Regions from separate parts of the Mus musculus genome. Here regions 1 and 2 are each linked to region 3. Evidence: chromatin contacts called from public HiChIP or PLAC-seq and promoter capture Hi-C data. All regions are on one chromosome and are shown on one strand. Each heading gives the region's core, a stretch centred on a gene start, on an enhancer-like site or on the middle of the called end of the contact. The rest is flanking DNA. Distances are from core to core; before and after follow the strand shown. Region 1 holds the start of Naa25 (N(alpha)-acetyltransferase 25, NatB auxiliary subunit). Region 2 holds the start of Brap (BRCA1 associated protein). Region 3 holds the start of Fam216a (family with sequence similarity 216, member A).

Evidence for each region. Promoter capture Hi-C pulls out the DNA fragments that hold promoters and counts their contacts. HiChIP or PLAC-seq counts read pairs in DNA pulled down with a chosen protein or histone mark.
Region 1: a FOXA1 HiChIP or PLAC-seq map of pancreatic cancer cells shows a contact between it and region 3. The contact joins the promoter of Naa25 here to the promoter of Fam216a in region 3.
Region 2: a promoter capture Hi-C map of the HPC-7 cell line shows a contact between it and region 3. The contact joins the promoter of Brap here to the promoter of Fam216a in region 3. A contact is called at or near these places in 2 of 39 promoter capture datasets (the HPC-7 cell line and cranial neural crest) and 1 of 9 other capture datasets (pancreatic islet).

Annotation. Positions count from the first base shown.
Region 1 is chr5:121,396,412-121,399,265 of GRCm38.p6, reverse strand. Naa25 (N(alpha)-acetyltransferase 25, NatB auxiliary subunit) reads right to left here and starts at 1,271. Exons shown (of 24, transcript NM_172722.4): 1 at 1,204-1,271. The coding sequence starts at 1,261.
Region 2 is chr5:121,659,124-121,661,823 of GRCm38.p6, reverse strand. Brap (BRCA1 associated protein) reads right to left here and starts at 1,261. Exons shown (of 12, transcript NM_028227.3): 1 at 976-1,261. The coding sequence starts at 1,057. It overlaps Acad10 (acyl-Coenzyme A dehydrogenase family, member 10), which reads left to right and starts at 1,314. Exons shown (of 21, transcript NM_028037.4): 1 at 1,314-1,531.
Region 3 is chr5:122,371,040-122,373,947 of GRCm38.p6, reverse strand. Fam216a (family with sequence similarity 216, member A) reads left to right here and starts at 1,606. Exons shown (of 7, transcript NM_026883.4): 1 at 1,606-2,065. The coding sequence starts at 2,001. Gpn3 (GPN-loop GTPase 3) reads right to left here and starts at 1,440. Exons shown (of 8, transcript NM_024216.2): 1 at 1,292-1,440; 2 at 1-37. The coding sequence starts at 1,339.

The DNA of each region.
Region 1 (2,854 bases), core at 22-2,521, 970 kb after region 3:
TCAAGCACCAGGAATGCACGTGGTGCACAGACATCAAACTGGCAAGCAAGAACCCACATATGTACCAATTTGCTAGAGACACAAGCACCCATTCTGCCAAGGGGAGAGGAAAACCCCTAAAAACGAAAGAGCCCAAAACCCATAGCCACACTGAAAACGTGAGGTCTGCTGTAGCCAAAAAAAAAAAAAAAAAAAAAGCACTGACCTTGATAAAGCTTCCTTCCTCATCATTACCTGAGACAAGACCATACAACCATCAACGAGGCGAGCGAGACATGGCAAAATTAAATAAAATAAATAAATAAATAAATAAGGCACCGCTTCCAATAACAGAACATCTCAGTCACTGCAAAGTGTTTTCTCTCTGACTCAGTTTGGTGATTCTTTTTATTCTATTACGGTGGGAAGATGACGATAAAGACACATCTTGAAAGCCTGCGGGGTTTGGGATGCGCGCCGTGAGGAGGGTTCAACGCAAGCAAAAGCACGAGGAAGTCAAGAGGCAGAGAATAAACCTCAGACACGGTGCTGAAAGGTTAAAAAAAACAAAAAACCTTCCATTCCAGCAGCCTGGCCGGCCGCTCCGGCAACACCAGCTCCTGCCATCTCTTGCCCGCTATTCGGGGCCCGCGACCCCCTCCCCCCCGCCTCCCACGTGTGCCCAGAACAGCTGTTCCTGCATCAGGATGGGACTCGGGTCTCAGTGACCTTGCATCAGCCCCTTCCCTTCTCCGGGTCTCAGTTTCCCCACGTGCACTTAGACTACATTCTGTAAGACAGCCCTCCCCGGATCCTCATCCTGGTACCCAGAGCAATCATCACTGGGGTATCTCCCTTCCGGAGGCGAGCGCTCCCACCGTCGCGCCTGAGCCGCTTGTCACCTGCAAGAAAAGACCGCGCGGGGGTTCCTCGGGAGCGGCTGGAATAAAACAACCTGCCGGGAGCGCTGGTCTCCAAGCGGCGGCGCGATCCGCACAGAGTTGACAGCGGCGCGCACCCACCGTTGTCTTGTCGCCTCCGGGTCCAGCGACGCCGGGGTCCGCGCCTAAGCGAGGGCGAGGCTGCGGCCTAGCGCCCCGCGCGGTCCGCCCCCTCGCCGCCCCACCCCGCGCGCGACCCCAGCGACCCTCCCTGGCCTTCGCCCGAACCGGGGCACGCTTTGTCTCGCCGCGGTGGCTAACAGACCGACTCCGGGGTACTCACCGTAAATGGGCCGGAGGCGCCGGTCGTTAGGGTCCTGCACATGGCCCCGCGTCGCCATGATGACAAGCGCAGAACCTCAGTGCGCAAGCGCTGAGCAGGCCCCCGGGAAGGGGCCGTTAAAGGGCCAGCGTCGAGCTCGCCGACCTATCGCGATAGTGGAGGGGAGGTACGGCGGAGTGCGCCTGCGTAGAAAGGGTGGCTCGCCTCTCCTTTAATTGGCGCTGTGGTTTGATTTTTTTTTTTTTTTTTTTTTTTTTTGCCTGCGGAGTCATCGGGACCCCAGGGGCGGTTGTTGTGGTTGAAGGCGTGGAGAGAGAGTGCGGTTTAATCTCACTGACTGTAACAGCTAGAAGAACCAGTTGGTTTTGGCCCTTGATGGTGAAGCAACCTGGAACTTGTTGAGTGGGAGCCCTGGGAGCGTGCTTGCCCAACAGTGAAACTGTAGAAAAAGCCTGCGAGCCCTCCTCCACCCGTTCCCTGAACTCAGTGCTGTGCGTGGCTAGACACTAGTGCAAGCTCTTTAAGTAGGTTGCTTTTAACATTCCCACGGCACTAGACGGTATAATGAGCTTTCTTTGTACAGATTTACAATTCGCACGGCCCAGAGTTATGAGTGCTATTTGGGCGGCGATAATGACAAGGAGCTAAAGGTATCCCCAGCACTCGGGAGGCAGAGGCAGGCGGATCTCCTTGAGTTCGAGGTTAGCCTGGTCTACATAATGAGTTCCAGGACAGCCAAGGCTATGTAGAGACCCTGTCCCTATAAAGAAATGGATAGAAATAAAAATAAAAAGGTTCTCCCACCAAGTGGTTGCTTGCCCTATTTGGCTGGCATTCCTCCTTGCCCCAACAATTTTTCCCTCAGTTCATGGCTCCTCTTCTCCAGCTGCATGTAACTGGATTTGGCGTTTGTAACACTTTCACAGACCAGTGAATCTTGTAGCTTTAGCGGTATGTAAGGTGTATATCCGTAACTACCGCACTGAAGGGGCTAAGACAAGAGGCTAGTAAGGGCCAGACTGGGCTAGCTACATAGGAAGACCCTGTCTCAAAAGAGAGGGAGAAGAAATGGTACATGTTTGAGCTGATTTAGCTTAGGGATTTAAACATTACACAATGTATACAAGTATGGGGCAATACATAGTACCCTGTACAGATGTATAACTGTTTGAATGTGTCCCTTACAAGTTTTAAAAGCTTACCATTGGTTATTTCATGTGTGTTTCTGTATATATGTGTGTGGGCACTCCAATACCCAAAGTGTGGAGGGTCTCTCTGTCTACCACAGTGGTTCTCAACCTGTGGTTCGTGACCCTCATTCATTCTATTTCAGATGTTTACAATTGGTAACATGAGCAAAGTTACAGTTATGAAGTAGCAATGAAATAATTTCATGGTTGGGGGTAGGGGTCACCACAACATGAGGCCCTGTGTTAAAAGGTTGCAGCTTCAGAAAGGTTGTAATCCACTGTAAAAATGTGAAAGCTGCCAGGGCATGGTGGCGCACGCCTTTAGTCCAAGCACTTGGGAGGCAGAGGCAGGTGGATTTCTGAGTTTGAGGCCAGCCTGGTCTACAGAGTGAGTTCCAGGACAGCCAGGGCTACACAGAGAAACCCTGTCTTGAAAAAGAGGAGGAAGAGGAAGGAAGGAA
Region 2 (2,700 bases), core at 12-2,511, 710 kb after region 3:
GGAGATGTGACCGAAATTCCTTAACATCAGTTCTGAGGCAGGCACCAGGCCTGTCCAGTACGGCACTCAACCCACACAACCAAGCACACAGTAGGAGTTCTCAGCACCCGATCCACACATCTAAGCACACAGTAGGTACTCTCCCCCTAGGCTTTACTGCATAAATGTCTCCAGGACTGGGCCAGGATGAAGTTACCTGTTTGTGCCTAGTGCCAACTTAACTGACTTTCAGATCTAGGGGTCACTTTGAGCTCTGGAATTTCGCTTGTAACCTTGAAATAAATCAAGTCACTGGAGTCTCAAAGACCAAGAAAGACCACAACACACTCTTCTACTGCAGCTCCAAAGAATGGACCCACAGAGTGTCCAGGATGCCATCCTTCCGAGAACGAGCGCCAGCCCAGCTCTCCAAACTAAGTGTCCGTTTCTCTTTTCCATCAACTTGGGACATTTAGTCCGTATGGCACATATCAGACCAAGTCTGATTCAGGGCATGACAAAACTCTTGACAGATACCAAGCAATCGCCCTCCCACACACACCTTTTTCTCGTCGGTCTTTTGAGACAGGTTTCCGCCCCCCCCCCCCAACCCTGCCTGGCTTCTGGTTGCCTGTCCTCCTGCCTTCACTTCAGGATCCTCAATGCTATCAGGTAAGGTTGTGACGATCACGGGAAGAGCCGAAGCTGCATGACCCACTAAGGAAGTCTGTGGCCGGTGGTGAAGACGTCAGCCTCTCGGTCCCCGGCTGGGCTAAAACTCGCGTTTCCAGCCACTCACACCTAACTTTGGGCAAATCCTTTCCCCACCGGTCTGTCTGACTGCCAGCTTGGGAAAGGCGCACAGCATCGCCCCCGCGCCCTGGGCCGCGCTTTCTCGCAGCGAGGGCGACGTCGAGCAGAGGCGCCCGGCAAGTCCGGGGGCCGGTGGAGCGAGGGCTGCCGACCCTCCGGCCCGGCGCGAGGCCGCCGACTCACCGGCGGCGCTGAAGCCGAAGTCGGTGGGGACCGGCGAGTGACCCGCGAGCTCCAGTCGGATGACCACCAGTGACACACTCATAGGACAGGCGCTGCTCGGCGTGGGCCCCGGTGGGCTGACGGAAGGCTGCGGCCCGAGCCCAGAGGCCGAGCGGCCCGCGGTCGGCAGCGCCGCCACCGCCTCAGAAGCCGCGGCCGCCGCCTCAGCAGCGGCAGCCCCCGTCGCGCGCAGCCTGCCGAGCCACAACAACCTCCGCTTCCGCCTGTCGGCCGCCGTCTCTGACCCGCCGGGTCGCGCACGCGCACGCGGAAAGGGGCGAGGCCCCGGGCGCGCATGCGCTTTCGACAGCTGCTTCTGCCCCCTTGGCTGACCGTCTGGACAGGGTCCGAGGAGCGTGCGCAGAGCACGCAAAGACGCCTGGCTCCTATTTTGCGTTTGACCCCTCTCTACGTTTGTCCTCCTTAGTTTTCCCGCAGGGCTCACCGAGAGTCTATGGGTCCGCAGAGACTCTGAGGCTTCCTGGGTCTTCGACCTCAGGGTTGTAACTTTCTGCAGGTATGGCGAGGGGCTGGCTAGGAGCGCAATGACTTCACAGATAATCCACTGAGAGCCGGGCACTGCGGGGCTGCGTGGGATGATTATTTTTGCGGACACAGAAAACAGCCCCAGACAGGACAAGCTTCAGCACTCGTGCGATCCTGAGCTAGTTATTGCATAACCACTCGGTTGTGTGATACAAAACGCTGTGTAAGAGACAGGGATACGCTGGGAAGCCTATAGGTCATGGTTAAATTTGGTTTTGTGGTTTGGATGTGTTTGGTTTTGTTTTATTTTTTGTTTGTTTTTGTTGTTTTCTTCTCCAAGTCAGAGTTGCTCCAAGTACGCCTAGCTGTCCTAGAACTCACTCTGTAGACCAGGCTGTCCTCGAACTCAGAGATCTGCCTGCCTAAGCCTCTGGAGTTGTGGGATACAGCCCTGCCCTACCACCGTCTGGCCATTGTTTAGTTGTTTTGAGGTTTTGAGTTGTTCTGAGACAAGGTCTTGAGTAGCCCAAGATACTGAGAACCCTATATATTGGAGAAAAGATAATCTATGTTCTCTACGTATTGGAATCAGATGTCCTTGAACTTCTGACCCTCCTGCCTTTTCCACCTCATCAGTGCCAGGGTTACTTCCAGGCTTCTGCTGAAGGCTTTGTGCTTCACAAGATGGCAGGATAGAACTAACTCAAGATTGTCCTCTGTGCAGGTGCTATAGTGAGCACACACACTGAGGAATGCACTTAAGGGTTAGAATGCTTTAGGTATAGGCTCTGGGTTCAGTGTCTAAAATACACACACACATACACACGATATAATCGAAACAATGTTCAGGACACACACACACATAAGAGAAAGAAAGAAGGAAAGAAAGAAAGGAAGGAGAAAAGAAAGAAAGAAAGGGAGAAAGAAAGGAAGAAAGGCCAGGTAAGATTAGTGCATATATGGAGAAAAAATATGACATGTCAGGAAGGACAATATTGTGTACATGCTATAGTGTAAGAGGTCTGGGAGAGGCCATGGATACAAATGGTACCTGTAACAGGAACATACAATATATAGAGGTGTTTATACTATTTTCTATGTAATATGTCTTAAAGCCTTTTAATGCCAAGATTTCCCAACTTCTGCTCAACTTTCACTTTCTATAACCCTTTTGGGGTGCGTGTATGTGTGTCTGTGAAC
Region 3 (2,908 bases), core at 357-2,856:
CTTCACAGTGCTGAACCATGGTGGAACAGTAGGTGCTCTGTAACGTGACAAGGTGGGGGGTTAGCACCCAAGGCAGTAGCGTACCGCCCTCCACATGCCCAGACAATTCTCCCCTCTCTGAGCCAGTGTCCACCCAAGCCAAACTGCACCTCCAGGGAAACCCTGGGAAGGCGATGAGACCAGAGCTGCAGATCTAGATGCAGGGCGTGGGCTCAGGATGTTTCTTTAACACAGTCTACAAATTAACGTAGGTTACAGAAATGACCTCCTCCACGCTCCACGCTTCCTTTTGACAGCCTGTTCTCTCTACCTAGGACAGCCCCACCATACAGATGCACTGTAACTGACAGGTGAGCTGTGTACCTTCCAGATCAGATGACAGGCCCTGTGGAGTCACACAGCCATCTCTAGTACTCTGAATATTGTATTTATTAAATATTAAAATGATACAAACACCTCTATAGACTCTAGGCATCCCTCAAATGTCACCATTGCCGTTTCTACTGTGCTTAAGTGTCCTTAGCATCATTCTCTTAATATGTACACAAAGAAACACTGTATCACACAAAAAAAATAAATATAAAAACTAGAGCCAGGCAGTGGTGGCAGACGCCTTTAATCCCAGCACGTGGGAGGCTGAGGCAGGCGGATTTCTGAGTTCAAGGCCAGCCTGGTCTACAGAGTGAGTTCCAGGACAGCCAGGGCTACACAGAAAAACCCTGTCTCAAAGGAAAAAGAAAAAAATGCCCACAAACAGTGCATATCTACAAACTTATCTGAAACCCATACTCCAAACTTCTGAGAAAAAGGGAAGAAAAGACCCCATACTGGGTGCGTGGCAGGGGGCCTTGTCTGGAATTAGACAGGGGAAAAAAAACCAAAAAAACAAAAAGACCAACAACCCAGACTCAGATTCCGGGGCGGACCTAAGTAAGCGTATGATTTTGAACAAAATAAACCTTTCTGTGTTTGTAATCTGTAGAATGGGTATAGGATCAAGCACACAGAATGGATATGAAGACACCTGGAACGACCAGGGCAGTTCCTGGAGCAAAGGTGTCCTGCAGCTCTGTCTGGGTGCTGGACAGAACTGAAGTCTTTTGGGAGGACAGAACAAGCTCTTGAGCGCTCAGCCCTCTCTCAAGCCGCTCAAGAGCTATTAAAGCTGCTATCACTCCCAGACAAACAAAAAAAAAAAAAAAAGCAAGGTACAAGCAGAGAGCAGGAAGCCGTATACCCAGGGTTTCCCCGGAGCCCAGCCACCCACGCACCGCAGCTCCTCCAGGCTCACCTTCCCGCTGCCCGCGGGGCCCATGACGAGCTGCGCATATCGAGGCATGCCGCCTCTCCGGGGGTTTCACACACAGCCGACGGCCACACTCCCTTCAGCCTTCGCGCGACAGCCACGGCGTTCCGGGGAATGTGCGTAGGAGCCAATCGCAACCACAGATCGCTCGTTCAGCACGGGTATTTACTACACCATAGACTACGGAGCGTCCCCAGGGCCAAAATGCCTTCCGAAACGCGTGCCGTGCTCAGAGAGGAGGCGGGGACACGAGTTCGTTCACGCGTGCGCAGAGAGAGAAAGAGAAAGAGCCGAGAGCCGTTATCGGTTGGGCCTCCGGCGAAGGCGGTTGCCTAGGTGATAGCGGATCGCGAATTACGCTCCGCGCCCCCGGGCCGCAGCACCGGTGCTTGGGTTTGACACATAGGGTGACAACCGAAGGTCTGCAGGTCCTCTGAGGGTCTAGAATACTGAGGTGGATAAGGAATACTTGCTTTAGGGTGCGTGTGGATGGATTTGCCCTGACGCGTCCTTGTCAGCGAGAGATGCCCAGGCGCAGGAGCCTGGTTACCTGAGGTTCCTCCGCCCTCGGGTCTACAGCTCCAGGAACTCGGGTCTTCCTCCGCACCATCCGGCGGCCACTTGAGCAGGGTCGGAGTGGGGAGAGCCGGAGGCCGCCGACTCAGAGCCGGTGTGGTGCACGCGTGTGGACGGGATGCCGAGCCGTTGGCCCGGGGTCGCGGGGCCGCCCGCCTTGGCCCGGACGGAAGGCGGTGAAGGGTGAGGCGGCCTTGGGAACCCCTGCCGAGGAGGCGCGAGACGGGGGGGGGGGGGGGGGGGGGGGGAGCGGGCTCTAGCGGGGCTCGGCTGCCGAGGCGGCCTCGGAGCAGGACAGAGACTGAGCTTTCGGGCTCCTAACCTGGCGGGGAGCCGAGGGTCCAGCCGCCTCGGGCCTGGGAAGGTTTTAACTGTCCCCTAGATGGCTGAGGACAGTTGACTTCTGATATCACAGCTGGATGCCATGCTTCCCTGTCCCCCTCCTGGCCTCCTTCCTTAAAAAAATCAAGAGGCGGGATGACTGGGATCCAACTAGGCCCACAATCATGGCTCTTGTAGAATCTGAATCCGTGGCCATGAAATAAAAATATATTTATGTTTATTAAGTACATTATTATTAAATGTACATTTTATTGTAAATATATATTTGGTGCTAAGACTTTTTTTTTTTTTTCCCCGAGACAGGGTTTCTCTGTGTAGCCCTGGCTGTCCTGGAACTCACTGTAGACCAGGCTGGCCTGAACTCAGAAATCCACCTGCCTCTGCCTCCCGAGTGCTGGGATTAAAGGCGTGTGCCACCACTACCCGGCTACAGGAATCAATTTCATTTTTTGAAAAAAGTAAAAAGACCAGATCCATGATTGGAAACAATTAACAAACCAGCGTACTAGTTCCAGCACAACGTAATTGTTCTTTCCAGGACAGAAATTACTTCTATTAAAGAACAAGAAAGATATCATGTGGCTAAGTACAGGAACCAAGCAAACTACAGGCTTGATCTCACTGTAGAATTAGACTAGGACGCTATGAGACCAGATTTACCTAAGTCCTTTCTGGTAAAGTAAA